3 separate regions of the Mus musculus genome follow, and all the other regions are linked to region 2. Evidence: chromatin contacts called from public ChIA-PET and HiChIP or PLAC-seq data. All regions are on one chromosome and are shown on one strand. Each heading gives the region's core, a stretch centred on a gene start, on an enhancer-like site or on the middle of the called end of the contact. The rest is flanking DNA. Distances are from core to core; before and after follow the strand shown.

Region 1 (2,700 bases), core at 18-2,517, 170 kb before region 2:
AGAGGGAATTGGGGAAGGGAACATTTTTGTCATCCTCCTGCTTTCAAGAAGTTTGCTCTTTGCTTCTGAGAGTAGGGGACTGACTTGGTCAGTGTTCTGTTAATGTGTGTGAGGAGACATCATGACCAAGGCAACTCTTATAAGGGAAAGCATTTCATTGGGGGCTGGCTTAACAGTTTCAGAGGTCTACTGCATGGGAAGCATGGTGGTATACGGGCAGACATGGTGCTGGAGAGATAGCTGGGAGTTCTATGTCTGGATCAGTAGGCAGCAGGAAGAGAGAGAGAGAGAGACACCGGGTCTGACTTGAGCTTCTGAAACCCCAAAGCCCATCCCCACTGACACACTTCCCCCAACAAGGCCACACCTCCTAATCCCTGTCAAGTAGTGCCACTCCCTAATGACCAAGCCTTCAAATATATGAGCCTGGGGGGGGGCATTCTTATTCAAACCACCACCATGCTGTAAAGGGAGGCATTAATGGGGATGCTCTCTGTCATTTCTTTGAGACTCTGTCAGCATCTTCATTCAGGCATTACAGGGGTGTGGGCAGGATGAAATGGGATGGAGGCTGATGGAGATCTTCTTTCTGCTTAATGATCACACGACAGAGAAGGTGCCCGTGGATAGCCAGTTACCAGGGAGAACTTACTGTGCCACACATGTCACCCACAGTGGCATTGTGGCCCCAGGGCACACATGGAGAGTTGAGCATTTTTTCCATCTACACAGCAGAACTCATGAACCTTCTATCTGCCCTCTGTCTCTGTACACATGCCCCCCCCCGCCCCCGCCCCAATGGTCCGTTCTTCTTTTCATCTAAGCTGCCATCATCTGATTTGGAACAGCAGTGTTTCTAGTTGGCCTGGGGAGGGAGCGGTGCTGCAGCCGAATTGCAGGAGACATGGGCAAGGGCTGATGGGATAAGTGTGTCTCAAACGCAGGCTCCAGACATTTCCCAGCCTCTGAGCCTGTCCCTGTACTCACTGCCTACTCCAGAAGAGCCAGTCCCTAAGAGCTCATGTGGCAAGTGGCACAATGCCAGGATCCAAGCATCCTCCAGCTGCAAGGACCTGCCCCACCAGGCCCCGCCTCTGTCAGCCCCTCATAGGACTCCCTGGGTGTCATTCATCCCTTCTGGGTCAGTTGGACCAGTTCTCTCAGAGTTCTGAGGCAAGGCCTGAGCCAGGTTGCTGACCACAGCAGGGAGCTACACACCAGCCTCTCAGAACCGGGAAAGCCTGTCTCAGGCCATCCCCTCTCCAGGCTGCTTGAGTAACCCAGATTCTCCAGAGGACTCAGTGATGCACAGGCTGCAGACCAGAGTATGACTCAGAGCAGATCTTCATCAGCAAGCATTTTTGGAAGAGCTGTCCTCTGCCAGCCATTTGTGTACATAAACACGAAAGAGGCATGATCATGACCTTCTAAGCACTTGGGGTGATGTAATTACACACAGGGCACCCCTTCTTACATGCACTCTGGTATGAGCCTCACAGCTGAAGCTAGACAGACTTTTGGGAGAGGGAGGTAGAAACAACGTGTAAACTCAGAGTGGCCTTCCTGGAGGAGGCAGCTCCTGGCAGATTCATGCAACAGGAACTGGGTGGGCTGAATTACAAGCAAGCAGGACCATTGAGGGAAGCATGCTAGAGGGTGCTCTCTGAGTGGCACAGATGCCACCGGGATGAAGAAGAGCTGAGACTTCACATACACCCACCTGAGAGCCTCTGGGAGTGCCTGGGATTTAAAGGACTCCCCAGAGAGCCCCTGAGGGTGAAAACCCTGTCTGGATGTTCACCTCAGCAATAATGAACAAGACTAAGGAGCCCCAGTGACAGAGGAAGCAGCAAAGATCTTTCCAGATGTAAGCTCTCCTTCTGATTGCAATATTTTCATTTGTGGTCTTCCTTGGCACCATCCACCAGGTCCCACTGACCCCCACCCCCAAGGCCTCACAGCGTGTGCTTTCAGATAACCCAGGATTCCACACACTCTATTCTCTTACCCCTCAAATATCTGCTTAACTGCACCCTGCCTTGGCCTCGAGGAAGTGAACTATAAGCCGGCCAGGGAACCTGAATTTGATAGACTCTGTATAAAAAGCACAGTAAAGACCTGCAGAAGCTACGCAGCCAGGAGGGCGAGCCATCACAGTGCCACCATGGGACATCTGCTTCACTCCCCATCCCCCCCCCCCACAGTAAATTAGCTCCAGGCACCAGAGCTGTGCGTTGGCCTGTGCGTTGGCCGTTAACATCTCCCAACTGTGGGGAAGAGAGGCTCCAGCTGCAGCCAAGTTCAGAACTGGGGAACGGTCAACTCCAAAAGTTTTTTATTGTTGTTTTATTTAGTAAAGCCTACAAATACGTCTATGTCTATTAAGACCTGGTAATAAATGTTTGTTCTTTCGCATATAGAATGCACGTAACATGTGACTACTATAAATATATTTATGCTAAATTCACACAGATATTTGTAGGAAAACAAAATACTTGTTGGCATGCGTTCCTTCTGCTCCCCAGATGGAACGCACTGTGGCATTGTGGGACATCTGATGCGTTGCTGGGTTCTCACCTAGGGAACAAATGTCTGACTACTCCGTGTGATGGTGAATCTTGTCAACTTGATAGGATTTAAAATCACCATGGGATCAAATCTCAGGGCAAGTCTGTGAGGGGCTACTATCTAGACTCGGCT
Region 2 (2,700 bases), core at 106-2,605:
ATTACTTTCACTAATCACTAGATGCGGAGCCTGCGGGCCCAAGCCAATGACTCCACTCGTCTAGGTGTTGAAAATGTACTTAGAACAGAGATGAGACACCCTGTTTATTTACTGGGCAATTCCTCAACTTCAGATATCAATTTACCAATCCACAAACTACACCCTTCCACATGTCACTCTGTATACGGAACAAGCAACCGTGAACTTCCCATCCTGCCTCTCCCTGGTTGTCCAATCAGCTCGCAGAAGCACGGCAGGACAGACAGCTATGAAGATCGACCCAATTTCCAGGAGCTCTCAAGGTTAAGAGAAGTATCTCCTATAAAGTAGATTAAGTATAAACTCAATAAAGGTAAAAAGCAGCTTAGTATAGTTGTGTACACATATGTAGCCGCTGTGTATTGAAAGAGCTAATACATGTATGTGGGAACATTGTTTTCACACGATACAATCATTCTGTAGATGTCAGAGACCCCTCTGCCCACCCTGCACCCCCTTTGTGTGTGTGTGTGTGTGTGTGTGTGTGTGTGTACATGTACATTCTTGCCCTTTTTGGTTTTTCGAGACAAGGTTTCTCTGTGTAGCCCTGGCTGTCCTGGGACTCACTCTGTAGACCAGGCTGGCCTCAAACTCAGAAATCCACCTGCCTTTGCCTCCCGAGTGCTGGGATTAAAGGCGTGGACCACCACGACCAGCTATACTGTCTCTTTAAACTAGAATGCAGGAACAACCTACCCCTCTTGGTCTTTCAATGCCTGCCTAACGTGTAACTGTATGATGAACGTGTAACGAGTTTGCTAATGGTGACCATTTGTTTTCAATCTTTTGCTTTTGCTTACACATTTTTGATAGATTTTTATAGCAAATGTAAAAATAAATTGGGGAAAAGGCTTTCTGTGTGTCTCTCTCTCTTTTAAACACAAAGTCCTGACAGACAAAACCCCATCCCATTATGAGGTTTCTTGGAAGTTTGCATGAGTTCAAATTCTGAGTTTCTCCAAGCTATTCAGAATTCTGCTCTTTGTTTTGAATGTCATATAAACAAAAGCTCGTGTCTTCGAGAATTCTCCTTGCCTGAACAAATGCCATGATGGAAGGGGAAAACCCTACAAAGGAGGCTGGGCCAAAGTTGAACTAGAAGTAGAAATCTCTCTCTGCGACATCTCATCTCGGCTGCGTCCCACTCTCCAGTCATCTCTGTGCATCTCTGTGGGCTGAGGAACCGCCTCTGCTCTTCCAGGCTGTGGGTGGAAGATGCGGTCTCCCCACTTCCCAGGCATTTTCCGACCTGCCATGCCCCGCGTGCGCGGATTGGTTCCTCCATGGTCAGGAGTTTGCCCCTGGTCCAATGAGCTCTCACTGTAGAGTCAGAACCCCGCAGCGGAAGACAGATGCACAGGCTCCACCCACAGGTGAACCTCACGCTGGAAAAGGCTCTCGAGTGCCACCCCGTGGTCCTACAAAGACAAGAGGTTTGGGGAAAAGCTGTTAAAAACAAAACCCTGCAGGATGCTGGAAGATCTGTCATCACGGCTTCAATTTGACTGCTTAGCTTCCTGGGCTGGAGTTCCCCAGGACAGCTGTGCCTGGACAGTCAATCAAAGATCCGCCTGACCTAGATGTGGGCTAATGAGTGAGCGGCAGCAGCGTTTTGCGTTGATTTGTGAGTTAGATGAACTGCAGCGATAGAAGATGTGAATTTGTGCATCTATAAAGGATGCCTCAGCAGCTGCCCACCATGGATCTGAAAAGTAACCTTACTCTGATAGTATCGATTTCACTTTGCTGGGCTGTTTTTTTTTTTTTTAGGGACGTTTGGGATGGCATGGTGCTCCATGCCTTTAATCTCAGCACAGGCAAGGTCGAGCCTGGCCTACATACCAAGCTCCAGGACAGCCAGGGCAACATATATTCAGACTCGTTTAGCTAGTAGCATTTGGTTTTAGACATGTTCTTTTTGAGACTTAAATTTTGTTTAATTTGTGTGTACCTGTGTGTTCACACATGCATGTGTGTGTATTCAGGAACACAGGCCATTTCACACACGTGAGGTCAGAGAACTTTCAGGAGTCGGTCCTCTCCTTCAAACCATTTGGATCTCAGAGAATAAATTCCCGTATTCAAGCTGAACCATCTAGCTGCCTCCCTTTTGGAGAATTTTGTTTTAATATTCATTTTTTTATTTTCAATTCTGCATGTCTGTGTGCAGACATGTGCGTTTGTGTGCAGATGCCTGCAGAAGTCAGAGGTGTTGGATCCCTCTGGAGCTGGAGTTAGAAGCCATTGTAAGTGGCTGATGTGACCCTGGGGACCAAAATCGGGCTCACTGCAAGAGCCACCTCTCCTGCAATCTCTTTGAGAATTTTTAAATAAATATAGTTGTATCTGAAAGTGAACATGCTTTGAGAATAAGCCGGTGGAGGCTTACTTAGACTTTCTGGCGGCTGCAGTCCTGTCCCCCAATGAAAGTATAAGCAGGGAAGCCCACCAGCTCTGCAGTGTGGTGGCATCTGAAGGCAGCAGAACCACTGTCATGGAGGGATGCTACTTCTGTGCACAGGGAGAGGGAAATCCCACCAGCAGAGGTCACTGATGTACCAGGAGGGAGTCCAACGCAGCTCTTCTCACACTTGTGCCTGCCTTGCTCCCTGCGCAGCAAGTTGAAGGGAATCAGTGCAGAACTGTGTGCACGCTGTTGAC
Region 3 (2,700 bases), core at 33-2,532, 130 kb after region 2:
GGGTCTGAACCTTTTTCATGTGGACTAAAACTTGTAATAAATACCAGTATTCTTTCTGACAGTTTATTAGCAGGGCAGGGATTGGTGGGTGAGTGGTTTCCGTTTTTTGTTTTGTTTGTTGTTTTAATTCTCAAGGTTGGCCTTGAACTCCCGATTCTCCTCCTGCACTCCTAGTGCTGTGTTGAGAGCCTGCACCACCATGTCCAGCCCTGTACCCTGAGTAAGCATGCCGTTCTTTAAAGGGCAGGGGCCATAATTTGAATTTCCCTTTCTAACTCCCATGATTCAGAATAAACAATGCCTAAAACCATTATGGTTCCTTTCTACTCCACGTCCATGCCTGCTACTAAGCTCCTCTGCAAGCTTTCCTCGCAGTGAGTCTTTTGGGTGATTTGATATTCTTAAATAACCAACCATTACTTTCATCTTAATTTTCATATGCATCTTCACCTGAAGTTCCATCTTTTTTTTTTTCTTTTTTTTGGCTCGGTGTGTTTTCTTATTTTTGTTGGTCTCCATCACAGATGGGATTTTTTTCACTGGTAATTCCTCAGAACTAAATCCATTCATAGGGAATTCAGAGCAGTGAAAATAAATTTCACGCCTTAGAGTGGGGAATGGTAACAATAAAAAGGAGCCAAGGGATCTTGGAAGAAGACTAGCCCAGCTCAGTTCTCCACTGGTGGTGGGGTTTGCACAGGCTGGCTCACATAACCTGCACCGCAGTCCTTAGGGATCTTCAGCTCCTCCGGCTTCCTCCTATCAGTGAGAGACCTGCCAGAGAAGAACCACCGCTGGTTGCCTGGCACCACACTCTCCGGCAGGTAAGTGCCCCGTCATGTGAAACACTGTGTCTGTGTGCGGACCACAAGCTTGAGGTCTTTGCCTGGGCAGAGCCTCAGATGGAGCTGATGCGTGTCCAGAATTGGGAGGTGGCTCGGGAACATCCAGAGTCTCCATGTCACTCTCTTCCTCCACCGTGCTGATTGGTGGTGCCAGGCAATAGACTGGCAGCGGGTACCGGTTGCCCAGCTCATCGTAGCACTCTGTCAGGGCACTGTGTGGTAGTGTTATGTTTGCACCATCAATGATTGCCTGTGCCAATTCATGATCATTGCTTTCAAAAGCCTGTGCAGTGGCCTTCAAAGCATCCCAGATCTCCTTTCCGGCCTTCAAAAGCTGGTGCAGTGTCCCGGAATTCATCCCTCTTGCTGCACAGTTGTCCATCTGTTAGAGGATAGTCGGTTTTCCATTCTGGTTTCTCCTTTTTCAAAGGCTGGTTTATGATCTAGAGCAACTCCCATGCGGGAGGAGTCTGGGCTGCTGGGCGCCCACGCACCCGTCCCTGGGGCCGCGGCCGCCACCAAAGGGTGCTCGTCCCACCGCCTCGCCCAGCCCTTTCCTCCGTGCCCACTTCTACCTCAGCCCCCGGCCACCTGGCCCGCAGACCCGGCCCGCGTGCTTTCCTCAGCTCCCGCTCGACCCCGCCAGGCCGGACTTGGACCATCCCGGGCGGGCCGCAGCAAACGCTCCTCCCATGCTTCCCCACGCCCCCGCGTCTAGGCCCCAGCACTGCTGCCGCTGCTGCCAGGCAGCCAGGCTCCACTGTCCCCTTCCTCTGAAGTTACATCATTGGTTACTGTTTTAGTTCCATCCAGAGTTTCAGCACCAAATGTAAGGTGCAGTAAAACCACTGAACTGGACTATCTGGGGAGAAAGAAAGGTTCATTGGGAACCAAAGAAGCAAAATGGTGGCAGAGCAAGAGGTTTTTATATGCCAGTCAACAGAGTGGTCCTTGGGCTGATACAGACTGTTCATGTTGACAGGGAACTAGGTCCCTTACCCAGGGTAGTTGACCTTTGGGGGCAAGATTAAGAGAGGTTCCTCGTTAGCAGAAACCCACCTTTAAGCCTCAACCCAGCCAAAATCCTATCTCAGACATTGGCCTCGGCACTGCCATTTTGAGGAGCAGCTTTAAGCTATCAGTGACTAAAAAGCTCATGCCTTAAAATGTTGCATCATAGCCAGACAGTGGTGGCGCACGCCTTTAATCCCAGCACTTGAGAGGCAGAGGCAGGTAGATTTCTGAGTTCGAGGCCAGCCTGGTCTATAGAGTGAGTTCCAGGACAGCCAGGGCTATACAGAGAAATCCTGTCTCAAAAAAAAAAAAAAAAAAAAAAAAAAAAAAAAGGAAAGGAAGAGGAAGGAGGAGGAGGAGGAGGGGGAGGAACAGCTATATGCAACAGACTGATAGCTAGCTATGCACTAAGTGGGGAAATCGGGGTGAGGTAAACATGTCTGCTTTCTACTTTTGCTTCAGAAATGGTGCTTAAAACACCATTGGCCAGAGCAATAAGATGGACTGAAGGGAAAATCAATAAGAAAAAATTAAGTCAGATGAAGACATTAGAAAATTTAAAAAACTAAACAAAAACCTCCCAATAGTCATGGATCAGAATTGCTGTTGTATAAATGAACATATTACTGAAAGTAATTCACATACTCAGAATTTCAATGAGATTCTTTCCAGAAGTAGAAAAAAAAAAAAAAAAAACCCAAAGTGTAAACGGAAGTTTCCAAATAGCCAAAGCAGTGTGAAGCTAGGAGAAGCAGGACTGCAGAAACAGCGCCCCATTTCCCTGTCTACAACTGAGCTGTAGGACGGAGCCTGGGGCTCCAAGCCAGCGTGGAGCTTGGCA

What was found. ChIA-PET counts read pairs in DNA pulled down with a chosen protein or histone mark. HiChIP or PLAC-seq counts read pairs in DNA pulled down with a chosen protein or histone mark.
Region 1: an H3K27ac HiChIP or PLAC-seq map of embryonic fibroblasts shows a contact between it and region 2, with 3 times the contacts expected there. The contact joins two enhancer-like sites. A contact is called at or near these places in 4 of 115 datasets of contacts at active chromatin or transcription factors (bone marrow-derived macrophages, embryonic fibroblasts, embryonic stem cells and 1 more) and 3 of 9 other capture datasets (adipose tissue, embryonic stem cells and liver).
Region 3: a contact with region 2 is called in an RNA polymerase II ChIA-PET map of memory CD8 T cells, with 10 read pairs. The contact joins two enhancer-like sites. A contact is called at or near these places in 1 of 15 datasets of contacts at CTCF or cohesin (CD8 T cells), 8 of 115 datasets of contacts at active chromatin or transcription factors (bone marrow-derived macrophages, effector CD8 T cells, embryonic stem cells and 3 more) and 3 of 9 other capture datasets (adipose tissue, embryonic stem cells and liver).

What each region holds. Positions count from the first base shown.
Region 1 is chr9:96,843,433-96,846,132 of GRCm38.p6, reverse strand. All of the region lies in intron 2 of Pxylp1 (2-phosphoxylose phosphatase 1), which reads left to right. Among named protein-coding and RNA genes, the nearest start is that of Pxylp1, 45 kb to the left of the region's middle. Within about 2 kb of position 1,267, at least 90 of the 459 cell types and tissues checked have an H3K27ac peak or open chromatin away from gene starts, as enhancers often do. A contact at or near this core is called in embryonic fibroblasts, where this site is marked.
Region 2 is chr9:96,668,701-96,671,400 of GRCm38.p6, reverse strand. No RefSeq gene overlaps it. Among named protein-coding and RNA genes, the nearest start is that of Rasa2, 39 kb to the right of the region's middle. Within about 2 kb of position 1,355, at least 263 of the 459 cell types and tissues checked have an H3K27ac peak or open chromatin away from gene starts, as enhancers often do. A contact at or near this core is called in CD8 T cells, adipose tissue, bone marrow-derived macrophages and 2 more, where this site is marked.
Region 3 is chr9:96,535,828-96,538,527 of GRCm38.p6, reverse strand. It overlaps the pseudogene Gm8495. Among named protein-coding and RNA genes, the nearest start is that of Gm28729, 12 kb to the right of the region's middle. Within about 2 kb of position 1,282, at least 206 of the 459 cell types and tissues checked have an H3K27ac peak or open chromatin away from gene starts, as enhancers often do. A contact at or near this core is called in CD8 T cells, adipose tissue, bone marrow-derived macrophages and 1 more, where this site is marked.